Linked DNA regions of Ovis aries: region 1 is linked to region 2. A link is a contact called in public Hi-C data. All regions are on one chromosome and are shown on one strand. The core of a region is the stretch at or near the end of the contact, and the rest is flanking DNA. Distances in the headings are between cores, read along the strand shown. Region 1 overlaps RPS6KC1 (ribosomal protein S6 kinase C1). Region 2 has its middle 180 kb from the start of TRNAG-CCC.

The links. Hi-C and Micro-C count contacts between places; a contact is called where the count stands out from the background.
Region 1: a Hi-C map of liver shows a contact between it and region 2, with 5 times the contacts expected there. The contact joins two enhancer-like sites. A contact is called at or near these places in 2 of 16 Hi-C or Micro-C datasets (liver and mixed tissues).

The regions. Positions count from the first base shown.
Region 1 is chr12:69,839,064-69,845,001 of ARS-UI_Ramb_v3.0, reverse strand. It overlaps RPS6KC1 (ribosomal protein S6 kinase C1), which reads left to right. Exons shown (of 16, transcript XM_042229219.1): 13 at 1,390-1,479. Among named protein-coding and RNA genes, the nearest start is that of TRNAG-CCC, 38 kb to the left of the region's middle. Within about 2 kb of position 4,426, at least 1 of the 54 cell types and tissues checked has an H3K27ac peak or open chromatin away from gene starts, as enhancers often do. A contact at or near this core is called in liver, where this site is marked.
Region 2 is chr12:69,698,241-69,703,816 of ARS-UI_Ramb_v3.0, reverse strand. No RefSeq gene overlaps it. Among named protein-coding and RNA genes, the nearest start is that of TRNAG-CCC, 180 kb to the left of the region's middle. Within about 2 kb of position 3,381, at least 1 of the 54 cell types and tissues checked has an H3K27ac peak or open chromatin away from gene starts, as enhancers often do. A contact at or near this core is called in liver, where this site is marked.

The DNA of each region.
Region 1 (5,938 bases), core at 3,177-5,676, 140 kb before region 2:
ACAGCTGAAGTTCTTCCCTGGAGATGATGGCCTTGAAGCAGCTAGTTCTCCAAGAACATCAGATTCCCTCAGTAGATCTAAAAACATCCCCATGGAATTCTTTAGGATAGATAGTAAGGACAGCACTAGTGAACTCCTAGGACTTGATTTTGGAGAAAAATTGTATAGCCTAAAGTCAGAACCTTTGATACCGTTCTTCACTCTGTCAGACGGAGAAAGCACTCCCGGGAGTGTTAGTACTAGTGAAAGCAAGGTAGAGTGTATAGCTCAGGACACTGTTAGCAGGGGCTCAGATGACTCAGTCCCCGTTATTTCTTTTAAAGATGCTGCTTTTGATGATGTCAGTGGTGCTGATGAAGGAAGGCCTGATCTTCTTGTAAATCTACCTGGTGAACTGGAGCCAATGAAAGATGGCGTGGCAATGGGACCTACCAAGTTCACACAGACTAATATAGGCATAATAGAAAGTAAACTGTTGGAAACCCCTGATGTTTTATGCCTCAGGCTTAGTACTGAACAGTGCCAAGCCCAGGAAGAAAAAGGCACAGAGGAACTGAGTGATCCCTGTGGGCCTGAAGCCCACAGTATAACAGAGAAACACTATATACAGGGGGATCTTGGGATGTTATTTTTACCAGCTGTTGATCATAGTAATACGGGAGACATGTCTTTGTTACACAGTTCAGAGTCTAAGTTCCCAGGACTTCACGTGGTTGAGTCACCAGGAACTACAAACAGCACAGAGGAAAGCTTAGTCCACATTTCTGACCCACTCTCAGGTGCTAATGAATATAACGTAAATACAGACACTTTAAAAACTGAAGAAGTCTTGCTGTTTACAGATCAAACTGATGATTTGGCTAAAGAGGAACCCGCTATATTTCAGAGAGACTTGGAGCCTAAGCAAGCGAGTGGGCTAGCACAAGAAGGAGACAAGGAAATACATCAGATTTTTGAGGACCTTGATAAAAAATTAGCACTAAACTCCAGGTTTTACATCCCAGAGGGCTACATTCAAAGATGGGCAGCTGAAATGGTGGTAGCCCTTGATGCTTTACATAGAGAGGGGATTGTGTGCCGCGATTTGAACCCAAACAACATCTTATTGAATGATAGAGGTCAGGAACTTTTGCAAATGCATTTCTTTTTATTCGCTGTTGCTTCCAATTAACTGAGTAGGCGTTTTATCTTGTAATTAGTATCTTCATTTCCTGTCTAGAGCTTCATTATCAGTGCAGCAAATTCACCCCCAGTAATAGCTTCTAGTACTTAATGATGCCATTATTCTTAATGATACTGTTTTTAGCTACAAAAGGAGTAATTACAGTTCACTTCTGCAGAAAATGGAAGAGAAAAATGTTTTGATTTCTCCTGTCGTTTTGTTTTTAGGACACATTCAGCTAACGTATTTTAGCAGGTGGAGTGAGGTTGAAGATTCCTGTGACAGCGATGCCATAGAGAGAATGTACTGTGCCCCAGGTTAGAGCCATCTCCTAAATGTCTCACTTGCAAAAGTAGTTCATCAGCTCTCATTTCTTTATCAAAGTTATATTTTCACTAGCCATTGATAAAATATTGGATCTGGTTATCTCTTTAACCCTTTAACCTAAAAAAGATTATTTGGGGGATAAAATCATTATATGGTCCATAGCATATGTGTATATGTATATTTGTTAGTGTATGCTGTTAAATGGGTTTATACTTCTCTGAGAACTGGCAATGAATTTGTAGAAATGTCTTAACTTCTTAGTGTTTAAAAAGACCTTTAAGTATCCTGAATCTCTTTGAAAAGAAAATTATTTGACTGTATTGGGTCTTAGTTGCTGCGGGCAGGCTTAGTTTTTCCCATGGCCAATGGAATCTTAGTTCCCCTACCAGGGATTGAACCTCTGTCCCCTGTGTTGCAAGCCAGATTATTAACCACTGGACCAGCAGGGAAGTCCTCCTGAACCTCTTCAAATGGATCATTTTTATGATGTGAGAGGTAGATGACTAAAACGATAAAATTCCTAAGGCTATAAATGGATAAAATTTGAAATAAAAAAAAATACAATGTTGTGACTTCAGTAATGAGCCATCCTGACATTTTAGAACAGATTTTAAAGAATTCTTTCCATATTTGAGAAATTTTAGGAAGCGTATTCTTCTTGTTTTGAAATAACCAAATATCTGACCCAACCTGTTGGGTCAGATATTTACTGTATTATCTTTGTATTATCTACTGTATTATCTTTGTGATATTTACTGTATTATCTTTGTTTTCTAAAATTAGAGATTTATTAGAGACTCTCTGTGGTTGTTAGGTCCTTTGCTGATAATTACAGGTCTCTTAAGCATATGAATTGGGTTTGAGTTACTTTCTCTGCCATCAGTGCAGATGGGGCTGTGTTTGAATCCAAAGTTTGTTCACCTTTTGCCTAGTATGGGCTTGCCTCATAGCTCAGTTGGTAAAGAATCCGCCCGAAGTGCAGGAGACCCCGGTTCGATTCCTGGGTTGGGAAGATCTGCTGGAGAGGGGATAGGCTACCCACTCCAGTATTCTTGGGTTTCTTTTGTGGCTTAGCTGGTAAGAATCTGCCTGCAGTGAGGGAGACCTGGGTTCGATTCCTGAGTTGGGAAGATCCCCTGGAGAAGGCAAAGGCTCCCCACTCCAGTTTTCTGGCCTGGAGAATTCCAAGGACTGTATAGTCCATGGGGTTGCAAAGAGTCAAACACAACTGAGCGACTTTCACTTTCAGCCCCTTTGGATGGCCAAAGTTGCTTTACTCATCACCACTCTGGATTGTATTGACATGATCAGCTTGGTTGTTGATTAATACAGTATTTAACGTTTACTTGCAAACCAGCGTTTTGTTTATGCTAACATTGTTTCCCTGCATAATGGGAAATGATTATAATTAGGATTGAAAGAGCTATATGGTTTTTAGTTAGAATTTTCATTGTTAAGAATTATTTCTTTATTGGGGAATAGAAAAGTTTTTCAATATGCCAAGCAGATATCCTCAAACTATTTCCTGAAAACAATGAATTAGATTTTCTTCTTACTGTTACACTCTTTTCTTTCCTCTTTCGTCCCCCAAATTAGGATCGTTTCATTTTGTTTCTTCCCAGGGGCAATAGAGCATAGAACATGCCTACATTTTTTTGTTTCTCACAAATAGATAATATTATGCTGGCTGTTGATCTTATTAGTATGATTTAGTTAATGGGATAACAAAAAAAATTTCATAGTGAAATCACTTTATTATGGTTATCTGGTTTACTTTTTGACAGACTTTCCCCCTTTCTAATTTGATAATAAATAATATTTTAGGTACCAATGTATATAAATATGTATGTTAATATAATGAATTTCAAGGTTTTATTGTTGTTCAGTAGCTAAGCTGTGTCTGACTCTTTGTGACCCCGTGGACTGCAGTATGTCAGACCTCTCTGTCCTTCACTGTCTCCTAGAGTTTGCTCAGATTCAAGGGTTTAGGGTCAACATTAAATCTGGGAGTTGTTTTTTTTTAATGTAAAACCTGTTAAATCGTTAAGTATAAGTGTAGTATAAACCTCGCATCAAAACCAGATGTTTGTGAAGTAGTTTAATGTTTATAACTGACTCTTTATTTCCTATTTTTCTTCTCACTTTCTTGTTGAAAACTATCCGTAGGGTTGTGCTTTGGCTTTCTAGCAGATTATTTTTCTTCAAACTACAGACATGTTTAACATCCATAGCTTGTTGACCCCCTGAGAATTCTAATACATGTGGAACAAAACCATATGATGCTCATCAGCAGGTACATACTTTCGCCTCTGTGCTCAGTTGAATACAGTTTTGTGTACTGAATTTAACACAGATCAGTTTCCAAGTTGTAATTTTTAAGCCTTTTCCCAGAAAGCACAGTTCCCAAAGTTTACCAGCAGGTGGCAGTCTACCATTAATGGATTTTTTCTGTCATGGTCTAGGTTGCCCTCTAACATTTGAAAAAAGCTGTCATCTGAAGAAGGGCTTTGTTTTAATTATTTGTATAAAAGAATTGCACTTTAAAGCTTTGTGAGTTACAAAAGCGTTTTGTATTATGGCATATATTGAACAATGTGAGAAGTCTCTTCATTCCTTGGACCTATTAATTTACCAATAGGATAAAACTCAGATCAGTAATGGCCTTAATTGAAAAGTAACGCTGGTGTTCAAGTTTAGATGATTTGAAACCTAGAGGTGCAGAACTCAAGTTTGTGTACTCCTGCCCATTGCTTATAGTGAAGGGGAGTTGCATTTGTAAGGAGCAAAAATTTGTGATTTACTGTTTCTTTCAAAACTGAACAGCAGTGCTGCTGATAAAAATACAAGTAGACTTTGCTCCTCTTCTCAGAGGGGTGGAAGCAGTGATAAGAAGCTGATGTTTCAGTGGTTAAAATCACAAATCAGTGAACACACGGGGACATAGAGTACCAAGTTATCTTTTGATCTGCCCCTTGTAGTACCAAGGGTTGAAGTACGTCTCCCATGTCCCCGCTTCCCTCCTGTTTCCCAGCTCTGACCTTAGAATTATTGCCCAAGTAACTCTGAAGCATGTTAAACAGCTGATGTTTGGTTAGAAAGTAAAGTTGTCGGAAGATTGTGATGAGAACGACTCACTTCTGTGTAAACAGCGTGCAGCCTCTCCCTCACCACTCCTCTCTCCTGGGAATCCTTATCACACATTTGTCCTAAAAACATTGCCCACCTGCCCTGTACTCTGTAATATCAGCAGTGTATCTTTTTATTTTGTGGATGATGTGCCTTTATATTTTGAGAAAATTTTCCAGTAACAGATTCGACAGAAACTTGAGCAAATGCCAAACTAGCAGGGGGGCCATTATTCTGCTCTATAAATAAGTTTAAAAAAGAAAACACACACAGAGAAACCTGTGAATCAACATGTTTTGGTCTAATTGAGGGGAAAAGCAAGATAGATAAATTTTGAAATGCAAATGATCACCTTCTGTTATTTAAGTATAGTTTCTGCCAACTTTGAGATCTTAAATTTTAAAAAGTTATAGTTATTTCAACGATGTATATTCTACCAAGGATGTCCGGTGTGCACAAGTTTCTACAGTGAAACAAAAACTTAAAAAAAAAGTTGTCACATTTTTATATTAAAGAAAATAAATCCAACAACAAAAAGACAAAAACCATGGAGCTTTCTCTGTCTACATCTGTGAAAAAGCCAGCAAATAAATGGCTGCAGCTGCAGGCCCATCAAGAGGGTCTTGAGAATACGAATTCACTGATCAAACCCAGCCCTGTTTTCAAAGTAGAAGCCATTCCTTTTATATTCACTTTGTATCCTTAGATTATCTAGGATGATTCTCTAGAAAGGTTTTATTTTAAATAAACATCATTCGTGGCAAATGGGTTCCTTTCATACCGTAGAAACACAGAACAGAGTTCAGGAAAAGAAAGAGTGAAGAAATAGTCCCCAAAGTGGGAATAGATTTTATAGCATGACAATATAAATATAACACTATCTAGTTCCCATCTGAGGAGAGTTTTAGATATTTATTAAGAGATGTCTAGACAGATTCTTCTATTTTTTTAAACTTATTTATTTTAAATTGAAGGATGATTGCTTTATAATATTGTGTTGGTTTCTGCCATACATCAGTCTCCTGTTTTTTGTTAGGAGAGATTTTAGAATAATCTGGAGTATTATAGAAAAAATGGAGTTAATTGGTTATTCTTCTCCAGAGGGCTTCCTTACAGTTACTCTGATTTTATTTGTTTGTATATACACACCTACAAACACAGATTTATGTAAAAGATTTTATGTGCTTTATCATTGGAGCTATTAGCTTATCATAATATAGAATAAAATTTTTGTTACAGTATTTTAAATATAGAGGAAAAATAAAATGTCAAATATTTTTTTTTTACTAGTATTTTTTTCTTAGTGGTCTTGTCTTTTATCAT
Region 2 (5,576 bases), core at 2,132-4,631:
CAACACGTTAGCAGGAAATAAGCCTGGTACCCACCACAGCAAGGACAGAATTAAAAGAGCCATTCTCCCTAGTGCAGACTGCCTGCCTCTGAACTAATTTAGGTTGGGGAGTAAGCCTTTGTCTTTAAGCTTCGAGCTTCCGAGAATTTGGCTTAACTGACTTGATCTTAATTGATACCCTAGTCTGGGGGCTGATTGTGACAGTCTTATTCTGTCGTGCTGCTGAGGACTTGGTACATTATCCTCTGGGCAGTGGGGGTGGCTCTACAAGACCTGATAAGAATGGGTTTCAGGAGGTAAGGAGTGAGTATCCTCTAAGATGGTATAGATTATAAAGGTATGAGCAAGTTTTCCTATTTTGTATCTTTCTGCAGCTCAGCTTGTTTGGTTCCAGACCATTCTACCATTACACTGTATTCCTTCAATTTTTGAATGCATTTCAAATGTTGGAAATCTCTTAATGAATTTTAAATACTGAGTTGGGGATGAAGGTAAGAATACTCCAGCCCTTGACAGGTGCCCAAGACCCTGGCCCTACGGGGCTGAGCTGCCTGTGAGTGGGAAGTGCACTGAAAGGGTGTGTAAGGGGAGTCGCAGAGAAATAGAGCCAAGCTCACAGTTTCCCCTCAAGGCTGGTGCCACCCGCGAGGCTGGGGCCCCGGGACAGTTTTTCAGTCCAAGCCATTCTGTAAGGCTGAACCTGCATGGTGTCAATGAAATGGAATTTGATCCATGCAGACAGCTGATCTGGACGTTTTTTGGCCCAGATTATTTGTTTGGCTGTCTCCACTGATCAAATTAACTGGATAATTGCCAAATCTCCTCTCTGTTGTGCTCCCCTAGGCAGCTGGTACGGCCAGCAGGAGGGGGTGGGCCTCCGAGGACAAGCCAGATTAGAGAATTAGCACATGCTTGCTACCTGGTTGACCCAGGGAAAGGGCTATTTAATCAGGGTGAGAAGCGAGGGCCTGGGTGGGAGGAAGTGGGTGGTAGATGGGCCTCTGCTCTCCTGCTTCACATGCAGGAGACTGTGACAGCGATGCAGCCTAGCTTTCCCCAAGCAGCCTCCAGACCAGCGGATAAGATGGTGCCTAAAGAGAATTTTGGATGGAGGAGGCTGCTGGGCTGCAGTCCATGGGGTCGCTAAGAGTCGAACAGGACTGAGCGACTTCACTTTCACTTTTCACTTTCACGCATTGGAGAAGGAAATGGCAACCCACTCCAGTGTTCTTGCCTGGAGAACCCCAGGGACGGGGGAGTCTGGTGGGCTGCCGTCCATGGGGTCGCACAGAGTCGGACATGACTGAAGCGACTTAGCAGCAGCAGCAGCAGCAAAGAGAATTAGGGAGCTGCCCTCAACTCTGCGCCCACTCACGTGGTGTGTTTGTCGAGGATATCACAATCTCTAAGCAGTTTTTTTTGTAGGAAGATGAGCTTCTTAAACTTGAGGGCCAAGAAAAGCTTAAAAGAGGCTGTGAAAAAGCCAGGGAGAAAGGATTTCTCCCTCTTACTCCTTTCTCCGGGTGGTTGGAATCCAGGCCCCCGGGAGCACACTTAGCACCTTGACTGGCAGTCCCATTGTTTGACATGTGTCTTGCCTCCCTGGGGGTGGGGGTTGCACCTCATCTCTAAGAGCATGAGCCTTTCTTGGTTCCTTGAGCACCTGCTGGAGGGTCTGGCTCATTGTCAGTGCTTGCTGAGCTGGTTGGTCTATCACTTAATTCAGTAAGACTTATGAACTTATTTAAAGAAAGTAGCCATTTATTATTTTTATTTATTTGGATGCTCTGGATCTTAGTCATGGCTTACAGGATCTTCAATGACACATGCAGGCCCTTTTTCACTCATGGCAGGTGGAATCTAGTTACCTGACCAGGGATCGAACCTGGGCCCCCTGCTTCGGGAGCATGGAGTCTTAGCCACTGGGCCACCAGGGAAGTCCCTTAATTCTGTAAGATTTATTGAGCACTTATTATATCCTAGGGCTTCCCTGATAGCTCAGTTGGTGAAGAATCTGTTTGCAATGCCGAAGACCCTGGTATGATTCCTGGGTCATTCCGCTGGAGACAGGATAGGCTACCCATGTCCAGGATTCTTGGGTCTTCCCTGTGGCTCAGCTGGTAAAGAATCTGCCAGCAATTTGGGAGACCTGGGTTTGAACCCTGGGTTGGGAAGATCCCCTGGAGAAGGGAAAGGCCCACTCCAGTATTCTGGCCTGGAGAATTCCACGGACTGTATAGTCCACAGGGCTGCAAAGAGTGGGACACAGTTGAGTGACTTTCACTTCCTTTCTATTATGTCCTGTATACTCAGGGGAGAACAAAGGTGGGCAAACCTAATCTGTGAGGACCCCACCCCCCACCCCACTAGTTTCAAGGAGTGACAAATGATCGTAGGGCAGGATGGCAGGAGAGATGAAAGCTTTGAATGGAAGCTGTATCGGGGGCTGGGGTGGTGTAAGATGGTGTGGGAGGCCTGCACGCTCACTGAACCACAGCCCTGTAAGGGCTGAAGAAACCAGGGAGGTGTTATTAGCCCTGTTCAACAGAGGAGACAACTGAGGTTCAGAGAGACTTGCTTCAGTGATGTGCTTAAGATCATGCCACTAGCAAGAGTCAGGGCCAAGATGGAGACTCAGGTTTGCCGACTCCCTCTGTGTCTCCAGACTGGCCCTCTTTTAATGGATTACATCCTGGCCTTCAGTGAGGGAGCCAGGCCTTTGGGTACTGCGATCAGGCAGGGATCTCAAACTTGTGCTCTGCAGCCTGAAGCCCTCTGCAAATGGATTTGTTAGGTTCAGATGGCGATGGTGTTGTTTTCAACCAAACCAGTAGCTACAAATCAGGATGTTTTACATCAAGAGATGGCTTCACTTTGAGAAAGAAGAAGACGCACTGCTTTCAAATCACAACAGTTTGCTGGTGCGCAGGGATGACGGGCTTTCTGGTTAGTGTGTGATCTGGGGTGAGGAAGTGAGCCTGTGGGCCTGGGGTTGGGGGACCAGAACGCTGACCCCCTCCCCTCAATCTTATGCATGGTCTTTGTGAGCACGTTCTAGTACACAGAGCACTGGACCAGGAGTCCCACCCGACACTTTGGGTCCCGCTGTCTGATTTTGGGTGGATCACGCAACCTCTTCCTCACTGCAGAATGAGGTCCTGCTATCACCTCCGTGCAGCTCCGGGAGTTTCCGTGTAATGGAAGGAGACAGCGGAGGAGAAAGCTCTTCATAAACTGTGGACAGAGGCAAAAGGACAGGCAGGTGGTTGTGATGAATGAATGGGGGGGGGTGCTGGCACCACCAACTCCCCAACCCTGCTCCCAAGCCAGAGCCTCCAGCCTGTCTTCAAACAGGGCACCAGCAAGCGGATGGAAGTGTGCCCAGCTTCTGGTCAAGTGACCCAAATGTTTGCCTTCAGATCCACTGAGAAGCCACCAACCAGGTAGGGAGGTGGGGGCAGGAGGCTCCCAGAGGTCTTTGTATCAACAGACTCCTTGGCCCCTGGGCACATGGTCTGGCCCTGAGGCAGGGGCAGTGGGCTGGGGGTCTGCCCTCTGTTTCCAGCTCTGTTCCCAGCTCTGTTCCGTGCGAGTTCCACAGAGATCGCCCTCAAACCATTCCGGTTGGACTCCTCTGGGGAACTTCTGCTTTGTCATTTAAAATAGTTTGGGAACTTCAGATTTAGCTGAGTGTCAGAGCAGTTTATTTGGTCTGTAGGCGTTTTTGTTTTTAAAATTCATGACAAGTTCCTTGCAACATGTTTTATTATATTTTCGCCACCTGTTCTACCTTGGGGGTGGTTTTAAAATCTGGGACTATCTATCTCTCTGTCTTTTTTTTTTTTCAAAGTTTCCTTATTTGCCATTTATATGTGTCTTGCAAACATACACACGTGCACAGGCACAATGTGAATTTAAATATGGGTATGGGTATGGAGATATATATATATCTCGCTCTCCCTCTGTGCCTTGATTGGCTTTAAACTGTGCTTGCAGTGTTGAAGGTTTTACCAGGCTAATTATGGAGCTTTAAATGATAAATTTGTAAAACAAATAAATACTTGGAAAACGCTTTGCCAGTGTAAATGCTATCTCCCTAAACATTAATAGCAAATATATATGTGCAAATATATGTGGTATATATATATACCACAGCACTTAATCCTCTCAGGTAAATAAGCTGTTTAAAGCTTTACTACTTACCTAAGCTTCCACTGAGGAGAAGGCAATGGCACCCCACTCCAGTACTCTTGCCTGGGAAATCCCATGGATGGAGGAGCCTCGTAGGCTACAGTCCAGGGGGTCGCTGAGAGTCGGACACGACTGAGCGACTTCACTTTCACTTTTCACTTTCATGCATTGGAGAAGGAAATGGCAACCCAGTCCAGTGTTCTTGCCTGGAGAATCCCAGGGACAGGGGAGCCTGGTGGGCTTCTGTCTATGGGGTCGCACAGAGTTGGACACGACTGACGCGACTTAGCAGCAGCGGCAGCAAGCTTCCACTGAAGTGAAAAAAGAGTAGTGTGTCCATTTTTACAGATGGTAAAGTCAAGTCTCAACAGGAGTAGCTTAAGGGTCAGTGATGGAGGTGGGAGTCCATCCCCAAACTCTTAACATCTACGTAATTATTTATAGCATCTCTCTATGTCAGCCAGAACAAGGGACCAAGACAGATTTATAGCACTATGTTCTATTTATTTTCCCTAAAAATAATGGTGGTTTCCTTTGAGCCCCTGGATCCACCTGTGCCTGAAGCTGTTATTTTAAGTTACACGAGCCACTAAACTATCTTTGGATTTCTTCTACTTGAAAAACATTAAAAAAAGGTCCAAAACCCAAAAAACAATCTAGGTTTTAAATTATATTATGTACTTAAATTTGACATAAAAATGCAAGGTGGGTATTCTAATCTCCATTTGTAAATAGATGTACAAATCCCCAGATATTCTTGTGGAATATCCTAGTGTTGATAAAACTCAGCCGTGTCTCACTCTTTACAACCCCATGGACTCTACCCTGCCAAGCTCCTCTGTCCATGGAATTCTCCAGGCAAGAATTTTGGGTGGGTTGCCATTCCCTTCTCCAGGGGAATAAACCCAGGTTAACATATATAAGACTCAAAATAAGTCAAGCTTCTTTCATAAGAAATTAAACAGTAGTCTACTGTATTTTTCATAATTACCACTGGAAAGTTATGTATTAGGTTCCCTGACGTGGTGTCCCATCATGGCCCCTTTGCTGAGATTTTCAAGAAGGCTTTTGTTTGTGGTGTTGAAATACTGATGCTCTCTCTATTGTCATGGAAACAGAAGCCTCCCAAGGGCTGTTAGAGAGCTCTCTGTATCTTCTGTAGGTTCCTGTTCCTCCTGTTCCACGGGGAGACGATCTGTAGGACGGCATGGCTGGTACTATGGGAAACAGGTAGCGTGATGTGCATTAACTGCCTGGTTTGTGCACGTGGACCCTGGGAGAGGGGATGGCAACCCACTCCAGTATTTTTGCCTGGGGAATCCCATGGGCAAAGGAGCCAGGAACGCTACAGTCCATGGGTTTGCAAAAGAGTCAGACATGAGTAA